Linked DNA regions of Macaca mulatta: region 1 is linked to region 2. A link is a contact called in public Hi-C data. All regions are on one chromosome and are shown on one strand. The core of a region is the stretch at or near the end of the contact, and the rest is flanking DNA. Distances in the headings are between cores, read along the strand shown. Region 1 holds the start of CCDC90B (coiled-coil domain containing 90B). Region 2 holds the start of PRCP (prolylcarboxypeptidase).

What was found. A called contact is a pair of places that touch in the nucleus more often than the background predicts.
Region 1: a Hi-C map of fetal cortical plate shows a contact between it and region 2, with 2.8 times the contacts expected there. The contact joins the promoter of CCDC90B here to the promoter of PRCP in region 2. A contact is called at or near these places in 2 of 14 Hi-C or Micro-C datasets (CD4 T cells and fetal cortical plate).

The regions. Positions count from the first base shown.
Region 1 is chr14:83,822,579-83,827,056 of T2T-MMU8v2.0, forward strand. It overlaps CCDC90B (coiled-coil domain containing 90B), which reads right to left and starts at 2,020. Exons shown (of 9, transcript NM_001260811.1): 1 at 1,555-2,020. The coding sequence starts at 1,654.
Region 2 is chr14:83,435,879-83,440,850 of T2T-MMU8v2.0, forward strand. It overlaps PRCP (prolylcarboxypeptidase), which reads right to left and starts at 2,596. Exons shown (of 9, transcript NM_001261249.1): 1 at 2,403-2,596. The coding sequence starts at 2,570. DDIAS (DNA damage induced apoptosis suppressor) reads left to right here and starts at 3,535. Exons shown (of 5, transcript XM_015115343.3): 1 at 3,535-3,973.

The sequences.
Region 1 (4,478 bases), core at 770-3,269, 390 kb after region 2:
AAATGTTGTCCCAATAAATTTAAGTTGCAAGTTTTATATGAATTTACTGCTAATTTTACAGCTGAAACACTTCAGTGTATAGTCAGTTACTTTTCTGTCAGGAACTCAATAGAACAGGCATTACAGCATATGTTCTTACCTGCTGGTCTACTAACGTGCTACACTAGTTGCATCATGATAACTAAGGTCCTTCCACTGGTCAGAGGTCAAGGTTTTCAAATCCCCTGATTATTAACATTATTAGGCAAGTTTAAACTACTTGTACACAATAAACATTCAATATTTGTTTAGTGAGGAAGGACACAAATCCTACTAGTTGTAAGAAGAGATTTAAAGTTTCTCCAAGCACACTCAGATTCAAGTGGGAAAACTTTTACGTTAAAACATTAACATTTACTTATGGTCATGTATTTCGCATTATGATATGCACTTCAAAGTTCATTCTCTAAAAACATTTAATTTTGTTTTCATTTGGATATGTGAAGCACACCTGTAAAAGTCAACAAAGATGAAAGTTGGATGATTTCCTGGAATTCAAAAGTGCTACCTCCTTTTTGTAAAATCCATCATAATGTGTATTTATGCTAAACACCCAAATACCTAACAAAAGAGACCTTGTGAATGATCCTGGCAGCTAAAGAGCAATCTTACAGACGGATGATCAACAACTGCAGTTTTGACTGCAGCTGTTACTGGTGTGGATTAAAATTAAACAATGAGCAAAACAGCACAAGTAACAATATGGAGCATAAATAACAGCGTGGAAGTGTTTGGGTACCGACTGGCTCAGGGTACCTGGCACTGAAGATTCAAGAAGGTGAACAGAGAATGCTAAGGTTGATAAGAGGTGCCTATTCGCCTATTTTGTGGACAATCTTAAAACGGTTTAAAAACTAGGAGGGAAGTTTAAAAACGGGGGGTAAAAAACGACAACAAGAAAAACCTAGCCCTAGAAACGTTTCTCGGAATAAAGTTAGATGTCTTCAGGACACCCTGTTAACAGGGGTGCCAACCGGTTGGAAACTTGTAGGTTCCAGTATTCACTTTTTTCCCCAAAGTCTACAATGTGACTGAAAAGTACTGAGAATTCCAGCGAGAATAAGGCAGACGTGATCTGAAATTTATGATGCTGTCTACCAAAAACTTGGGCTCGAGGCCAGCACCTAAAAAAACAAAATCTAAAGATCAGGCCACAAAAGAAATCAGGACACCCTCAAGCACAGATTACCTTACGCTGCCTCCAGACAAACCTACCAGATTACTAGCCTCTTGTCACCAAAAAAGGGAAACAAGGGCTGAGAAAGAAGCCGGGCGCGAAGCCCTGGCCTTCGAAGGTTCGCTTTAAGAACAGAAAGGCACTGATTTCCTCAGTCCTCGCCCCTTGGGGCGAGCTGGGCAAGTCGGGGCAGCAGGCAGCTGTGTCGCCAGCACAAGGCGTGAATCGGGGAGGAGGGCGTGGCACCTTCTCTTCCCGTTCGCTCGAGCAGGCGCGACCCACGGGCATCGTCTCCCTAGAGAGCACTCAGACATCTATGACACGACGCCTTGCCTCACCTCTCCGCAGGGCCGGCGAGAAATGCCCGCGGGGGCTTGAAACCCAACGATCCCCTCTGCCTTGGGAGAGCAAGAGCCGCCAAGCCTGGCGACTATTCATGGCCTCAGAGTTTTCCGGCGGACGGGAGGCGGAAGACGGGGTAAATCTCGCACAGGCTTTCGGGCAAGGTAGTTCTGGCACCGCAGGAATGCTGGGAATTGTAGTTTTCGCTCTGTCACAAGACCACCTTCCAGCGCGGGCGCCACAGTGGTGCCACGAAACTGGGCCTCTTCGCAGGCCGACCCACAGTTCACGAGCAATGCTCAGCGCTGTCCCACTACTCCCACCGCCCCTTCCCGACCTGTGAACGCCTTTACCGTCTTAGGAAGGCGGGATCTTGTCGGAGAACCTTCTGGCGCCTGTTTCCTGGCAGCGGCGCATAGTCCAACAGCTGGCTCCCCCAAGATTGCCAGCGGCCATTAAGCGCTTGGGTCGGGGGAGATGGAGTCGTATTTAGCCGCACAGCAGTCTGGGACCTGAAGTTCTCGGCCGCTGAGCATTCTGGGTGATTGCGTAGTGCGGAGGCCAAAGAAACCTTCTGGGAAGTGTAGTCCAGCAAGTCGTTCACTGACCGTGCAGCGTCACATCCTGCTGCTTCGCCGTCTGGTGCACGGGAGGACCAACTAATTTTAGTCGGTATATTCTTTCTTTAGGGAAGATGAATTCCTCCGTTTCTGCGAGAAATTCCTTAATTTTTCACCATTTATCCTTCCCAGACCTCACTCAAGACTTTGCTGCGCATAGTAAAATGCTGAAAGCATCAATGCACAGTAGTTGTATTAAAATGCACCAATACTCATGAATATTCTCGGTAAATCCTAAAATGGCACACAGTTGTGCGGTTGCAGTGGCTTATTCTCGCAAGATTCTAAACAATTACGGCTAGGTTTCTATCTATATGTATTCAAAGCTTTGTGAGAGCTACGTAACAAACACCATTTCTAAGGCCCGAAGCACACTGAAAGAAGAACAAAACTTAATTTCCGCCCACAAGTGCTTTAACAGACAATTCATGAAGAGGAAATATAAATCGCTATTTAAAACATTAGGATGGCCAGGAGTGGTGGCTCACACCTGTAATCCCAGCACTTTTGAGAGGCCGAGGCGGGCAGATCACCTGAGGTCGGGAGTTCGAGACCAACCTGACCAACATGAAGAGACCCTGTCTATATTAAAAATACAGAATTAGCCAGGCGTGGTGGCACATACCTGTAATCCCAGCTACTCGGGAGGCTGAGGCAGGAGAATCGCTTGAACTCTGGAGGCGGAGGTTGCAGTGAGTCGAGATCACACCATTGCACTCCAGCCTGGCCGACAGAGCGAGATTCCATCTAAAAAAAAAAAAAAAAGGGAAAAAAGTTTAATCTCACCAGTTTCAAAAAACAAAAAGCAAAACCCTAGAGTATGTCGAGGTTTGGGGTCCCAACGATCCCAACAGGATGTAAGCATAGTACTCAACAGGTGCTTCTTCAGCTCACACCCCTCTGTGCCTCTCCCCCTTTCCTCATCTAATGATATTCAGTGTCTCTTGTTTCCATGTTTACCATCATATAGTCAATGTTTAGCTCCTAAGTGAGAACATGTGTGTTTGGTTTTCTGTTCTTGGTATTAGGTTGCATAGGATAATGGCCCCCAACTCCATCCATGTTGCTATAAAGATTATAATTTCCCTATTTGTATTGCTGCATAATATTCCATGGTGTATATGTGCCACATTTTCTTTATCCAGTCCACTGTTGATGGGCACTTAAGTTGATTTCATGTCCTTGCTATCGTGAATGGCACCACAATGAACACACAATTCCATGTGTTCTTTTTTTTTTTTTTTTTGTCTTGAGACAGGGTTTCGCTGCGTCACCCAGGCTGGAGTACAGTCGTGCATGGCTCACTGCCGCCTCAACTTCCTGGGTTAACTGATCCTCCTGCCTCAGCCTTCAAGTAACTGTGACTACAGGTGTGTGCTACCACAACTGGCTAATTTTTGTATGCTTTGTAGAGATGGGGACTTGCCGTGTTGCCCAGGCTGGTCCAGAACTCCTGGGCTCAAACTATCCACCCGCCTAGGCCTCCCAAGTGCTGGGATTACAGGCATGAGCTGCGGTGCCCAGCTCTGTGTCTTTTTGATGGAATGAATTATTTTCCTTCGGGTATATACCCAGTAGTGGGATTGCTGGATTGAATGGTAGTTGTATTTTAAGTTCTTTGAGAAATCTCCAAACTGCTTTCCATAGTGGCTGAACTAGTTTGCATTCCCATCAACAGAGTATAAGCGTTCCCTTTTCTTCATAGCCTAACCCATATGTGGATTTTTTTTTCTTAATAATTGCCATTCTGATGGGTGTGAGATGGCATCTCATTGTAGTTTTGATTTGCATTTCTCTAATGATTAGTGGTGTTGAGGATTTTTTCACGTTTGTTGGCTATTTGTATGTCTTCTTTTGAGAAGTGTGTGTTCATGTCCTTTGCTCATTTTTTAATTGGATTGTTTTTTCTTCTTGATTTGTTTAAATTCATTGTAGATTCTGGATGTTAGACCTTTGTCAGATGCATAGTTTGCAAATATTTTTTTCCATTCTGTAGGCTATCTGTTTACTCTGTTGATAGTGTCTTTTGCTGTGCAGAAGCTCTTTAATTAGGTCTCACTTGTCAGTTTTTATTTTTGTTGTAATTGCTATTGGGGACTTAGCTATAAATTCTTTGCCAAAGCCTATGTCAAGAAGGGTATTTCCTAGTTTTTTTCTAGGAGTTTTATAGTTTGAGGTCTTACTTTTAAATCTTTAATCCGGCTTAATTTTTGTATATGGTGAGAGGTAGGGAGGTCCAGTTTCTTTCTTCTGCATATGGCTAGCCAGTTATCCCATCACCATTTATTGAATAGGGAATG
Region 2 (4,972 bases), core at 1,346-3,845:
GGAAAAAATAATTAATAAAGAACTAAAGTAAAAGATAAAAAGAAAAATAAAAAATGATTTGTGACAATTAAATGATGGTAGCCTTTGTTTAGGTTCTTTTTGGATAATCATGCATTCACTCTCTCAACAGCTATTTTGTGCTTTATACTTTTTTATAGGCTCTTCTAGGTATTGTAGAGTACTAACTAGCTAGAGGGACACGTACAATATAGAAATGAGCAGGATGAAAAAAGACCAACTAAATTGCCTTAAAAAAGTCAGATTCACAGAAGAGGTGACATTTCTGCAGGAATAGAAGTATGAGTTTAAATAGTGGAGAAGAGGGATGTTATTCCAGGCAGAATTTCTGACACAGTAAAAGTCATCTGAGTCTGTTAGGTTGCTAAAAGTAGGAGCTGGGATGGAGGATTATGGCAGAAGTTGGAATGACCAGCTAGGGTTTCATAGTAAGGAACAATGGATTCCCATGCCAAGGTGTTTGAATTGTATTTCTAAGGAGTGTAGTGGCCAAGAAAGGAATCTACAATAAAGGAACATAAAGTAGGAACTAAGGTACTAACAAATAATTTGTTCCCTTCCACTCTTTCACTCTTTCACTCTCTCCTTTTCTGCTGATAGTTCTCTTTTTCATCGATCCCAATGGGATTTTAGAGATCTTCCATTCCAATAGTCCTCTCCCCATTTTACTTTAGCAGTTGAGCTCTGCAAATAGTTGTATATAAAATCCCAGCATATAAAACAGATAAAAGCTGAAAGAGATCCAAGAGAGGGGTATTGGAGCACCTAATTTGGCCTCCACTTCAGGCTTCATCCACTTTCCCTCTGAAACAGCTCCCCAAAGAGCCCTTAATTTTCCTCAGTAAAGTGTGAAACACATTGGTCTTTGTCCCAACCCTCCCAATTTACAAATGAGGGAATTATGCCTAGAGAATTAATTTAAGGGAGTTGCCTGAGAAAAAAGACTATTTCCTGGTATCCCTGGTAAAATTAAAATGTTTTATCTTCCTCATAAACTTGAACTCAAATGTCTGAGTTAAAAATTGTTTCTTGGCTGCACACAGTGGCACACGCCTGCAATCCCAGCCCTTTGGGACATCGCTTGAGCCCAGGAGTTCAAGACCAGCCTAGGCAACATGGCAAAACCCCATCTCTATTTTTAAAAATAAAAAAAAAAAATTTAAATTATTTCTAAGTTATTCTGGAAGTCTATGACATCCCTCTACCACAAATTCCCATTCAAAATTCATATAAGGGCTGGGCTCAGTGGCTCAAGCCTGTAATCCCAACACTTTGGGAGGCTGATGCAGAAGGATTATTGAGTCCACAAGTTTAAGACTAGCCTGGGCAACATAGTGAGCCTTGTCTCTATACAATCAACAACAACAAAATTTCACATAGGTCTATAACCACATATTATATGAGTGCCTACTTGAGGCCAGATACTCTGCTAGGAACACGTTATCTGCTCTCACTTAACCATCACCACAAACCCCAAGAGATCAAGGAACTAGGCTCAGAGAAGTACTGTAACCTGCCCAAGGTCATAGAGCTAGCAGGGTAGAATCTGGTTCTACCTGACTCCTAAAGCCAAGCTTCAGACCCTTGCACTCTTTCTAATCCCAACCCTTTCCAAATCTTTTCCTATTTTTACCAGGCTTTCAGAAATGCTGAACTGTAAGGAATCCTCGTCATTTCACAGAGGATGTACTTTTCCATCAAGACCTGTGGGGGAATGCCTCATGCTGCAGCCAAGCACAAAGGCATCAAGCCTAAAAAGCTCTAAAATCATGTTACAAACCATAGAAAGGCTAATCCCCAACCCCACCACAAGCTCCTACAACTCCTTTTACAACCATAGGCTACACACGTTCAGTCTTATGGGGAATAGGGATTTCAACAATTCTTAATAATAGGGCTACAAAATCAGCTCTGAGCTGACCCCTTATGAGAGTCTGGTTTTTAGGATGGATAACTATCCAATATTATCTAATAGGTAAAAATACTAGAATTTGTATTTAGGGCTGCCTTGGGGCAAAGGATGACTATCACCGCAGACTAGGTAGCAGAGCTGGTATTTAATAATTTGAATTTGAGGGAAGGTTAAGGGAGTTCGGATTGGGGCACCCTATGGGAGCAGGCGGAGTTGAAGTGACTGCCGTGTCCAATTGCAGAACAACCTGAATCAAGAGTACGGAGCCAGAAGTACTACCAAATTATTGGTAATGGGAGGAGAAAAATTCAACAAAACTGGGATTTGAGACCACCTTCTGGAAGACATGAGCCAAAGACCGAAGAGATCCCAGGCATCAAGGGGTGTGAATTTCGAGGTGGGCTCCGTTGCCCGGGCTCTGAGGGTTCCCGGCCGTTGGGCCGGGGACGGTGAAGCCCCCACTCCCCCTTACCTTCTGTTGGAAGTAGAGAACCGAATAGTTCTTGGCTACAGCCGGGAGGGATGTGGGGTTTGTTGGCAAGTGTAGGCTGCCGAGGGCCCTTAAGGCCGGCCGGAGGGCCTTGGTGGCCCAGGGCGCCAGAAAAGACAGAAGCAGGAGCAGGAGGGCTCGGCGGCCCATGGCTCAGGCTGGCGGCTGCAGTGCGGGTGGGAGGGCGAAAAGGAGGCCAGCAGCAGCGCACGGGCTAAGCCCTGCCCAGTCTGCAGCTCCGCCCGCCGCAAAACGGCTCCTCCCGGGGGAAACCCAAAGCCAGCCAGCTCCTCAGACACCGCCCAAACCAGGTCACCACAGCCACTCCGCCCCCATCCCCGAGGGCACCGCCTCCACTCCACTTTACTCTCGTGCCGTCTGCTTCTTAGCACTCACCTTCATTGCGGTCACATCCCAAGTTTGCCTTTATCATGCTAGGGCCTCTTCCTACCTCATCGCTGTAGCCCATGCTTTATCTATAGCGCCCCCGAAGCCCACCTGTCCTTCAGGTCATCCTATATCCCCACCATTATAATCACCGCCAAACTCTGCCCTGGCTGCCTCAATTCCATTGCTACACCTCCTGCCCTCCGCAAATCCCACATAAAGGCAATAACAGCTTCCATGACAATTTATTGAAGGTTCACTACAGGCCAGTATATCAGGAGGCAGGGAGGCACAGGCATCATCTCCTCTAACTCAATCGTCACAGCAATCTTGTGCGTCGTATTCGATTGTTATTCCCATCTACAGATGTGGAAACGGAGGCTCAGAGAGGTGCGGGAACTTGCACTAGATCACTCAGCAGTAAGCGGAGTACGTCGTCGCAGACCGCTGGGTCCAGCTCCAAAGACTGTGCTCCTTGCACCCACCTCCATCATGGAGCCTAACCACTCCCTATGATACTCCGTTCTTTGGTAACCCCAAAACTGTGTTGCTTGCACAACCCATCCATTACAGAGGTCGCCCCGGGTCCACATCGTCCCTAAATCCCGCCAGGTCCCGGTCCCTTCTTTCAAGTAACGCCCCCTTTCTTCTTCGGCACCCGAAAACCCACTCCGCGCTCCACCTCCCTCCTGCCTCCTGCCAAAGCCCCCTTCCCCCCTCCGCCCCTGGGTAGTGCTAGCCCCTAGGACAGCGCCGGGTCTGGCTTCCAAAGCTCCCTCAACCCTCTTCATCCGGCTTCCATTCCCTCTTTCAGTCACCCCGCCAGACCCCAGGACGCCCAGGCTTGCTCCACACTTTCCGGGGATCCCTACGCCCAGGAGGCTTAGCGCAGCCAAAACCAACTTTACGGACTGTACTACTGATCCACCGACTCTACCCGCAGTTTGACGAAAATGGTCGTTCCCACAAGCTTGTAGGATTTCTTGGCTAAGCGCCACCCTCTGCGGCGCTTTCTTCTGATTGGCTCTGAGTGAACGCAGCCAAAGCGTTACTTCCGGCGGAAAAGGACGCGGGAGATTCGATTGGAAGGCTCCCGGCGAACTACTGATCCGGCCGGTCTGAGTCACTGTGTGTCGCCTGGGCCCGCTACTGGTCTTCTCCCTCAGGTGAGCTGGGTAAAGGGGTTCTGGGGAAGCCTAAGGGCCGGAGACTCCCAAGGAGGCTCTTAACTTCATTATGAATGAGACCCACCCAGAGCCCGGCACTTGTTTTTTCACGAGTTATTCTCTGTAAACGGGCGGACATGAGGGTAAAAGATATAAACGTCAGTTATTTTATTTTAGACTCAGTGCAGTTGCAATCACCTAACGAACGTTTATTGAACGCTTTCAGTGGCATCGAGCTAGACTCCGAGTGAGCTTTTAGAATCGGAGATAGAGTGGAAAAGGCGCGACTCTTGCTTCTGTGATGTGCAAATACGTATTCAGCGGGCCACTGTGCAGAGTAGTACGTGCTAAAAGGGGATCTGCCAAACTGGTATCATGGCTTAGAGGGAACATACTTTAACTGAGCCAGGTGCTTAAACCAGAACTTGAAAGTTTTCTTCCTTTTCGCATCCAGCCAGTCCCTAACAGCCTCTTGAATATCTCAGATCTGTTCACGTCTTTCCGTTTTTTACTGACATTATTTTGGTTCGACCCTATGACTGCTACATAGCTGTGGCAGTACCCCCACCTGGCCCAGCTGGTTCTCCTGCTTTCAATCTTGTCACATTCCAGTCCAGTCTCCACATTGCTGGGCTGATAAAGATAATTGCCCGAGGCACTCCCCATTGAAAACCTTTCAGTCCCTCCTATTTGCCCTCAGGTTTAAGCCCAAACTCTTTAACATGACTTACAGGCTCTTTCCTGTCTGACTTTTGCCTGCCTCTTCAGCCCCAGTGGTTTTCCACCGCTCCAGCCATATAGAATGTCTTCTGTGTTCCTGAAGTGTACTATCCTCTTTCTCACCCCAAACCGTCTTCTGACCCTGTCCGTGACCTGGCTAATTCTTACCCAGTTTGCAAAGCCTTTTAAATCAGAAACCCTTTCCTGACCCCACAAGACTGGATCACAGAGCAACAAGTAATTATTTGTTTATTCTGCAGATAGTTAAGTGCTTCTTTG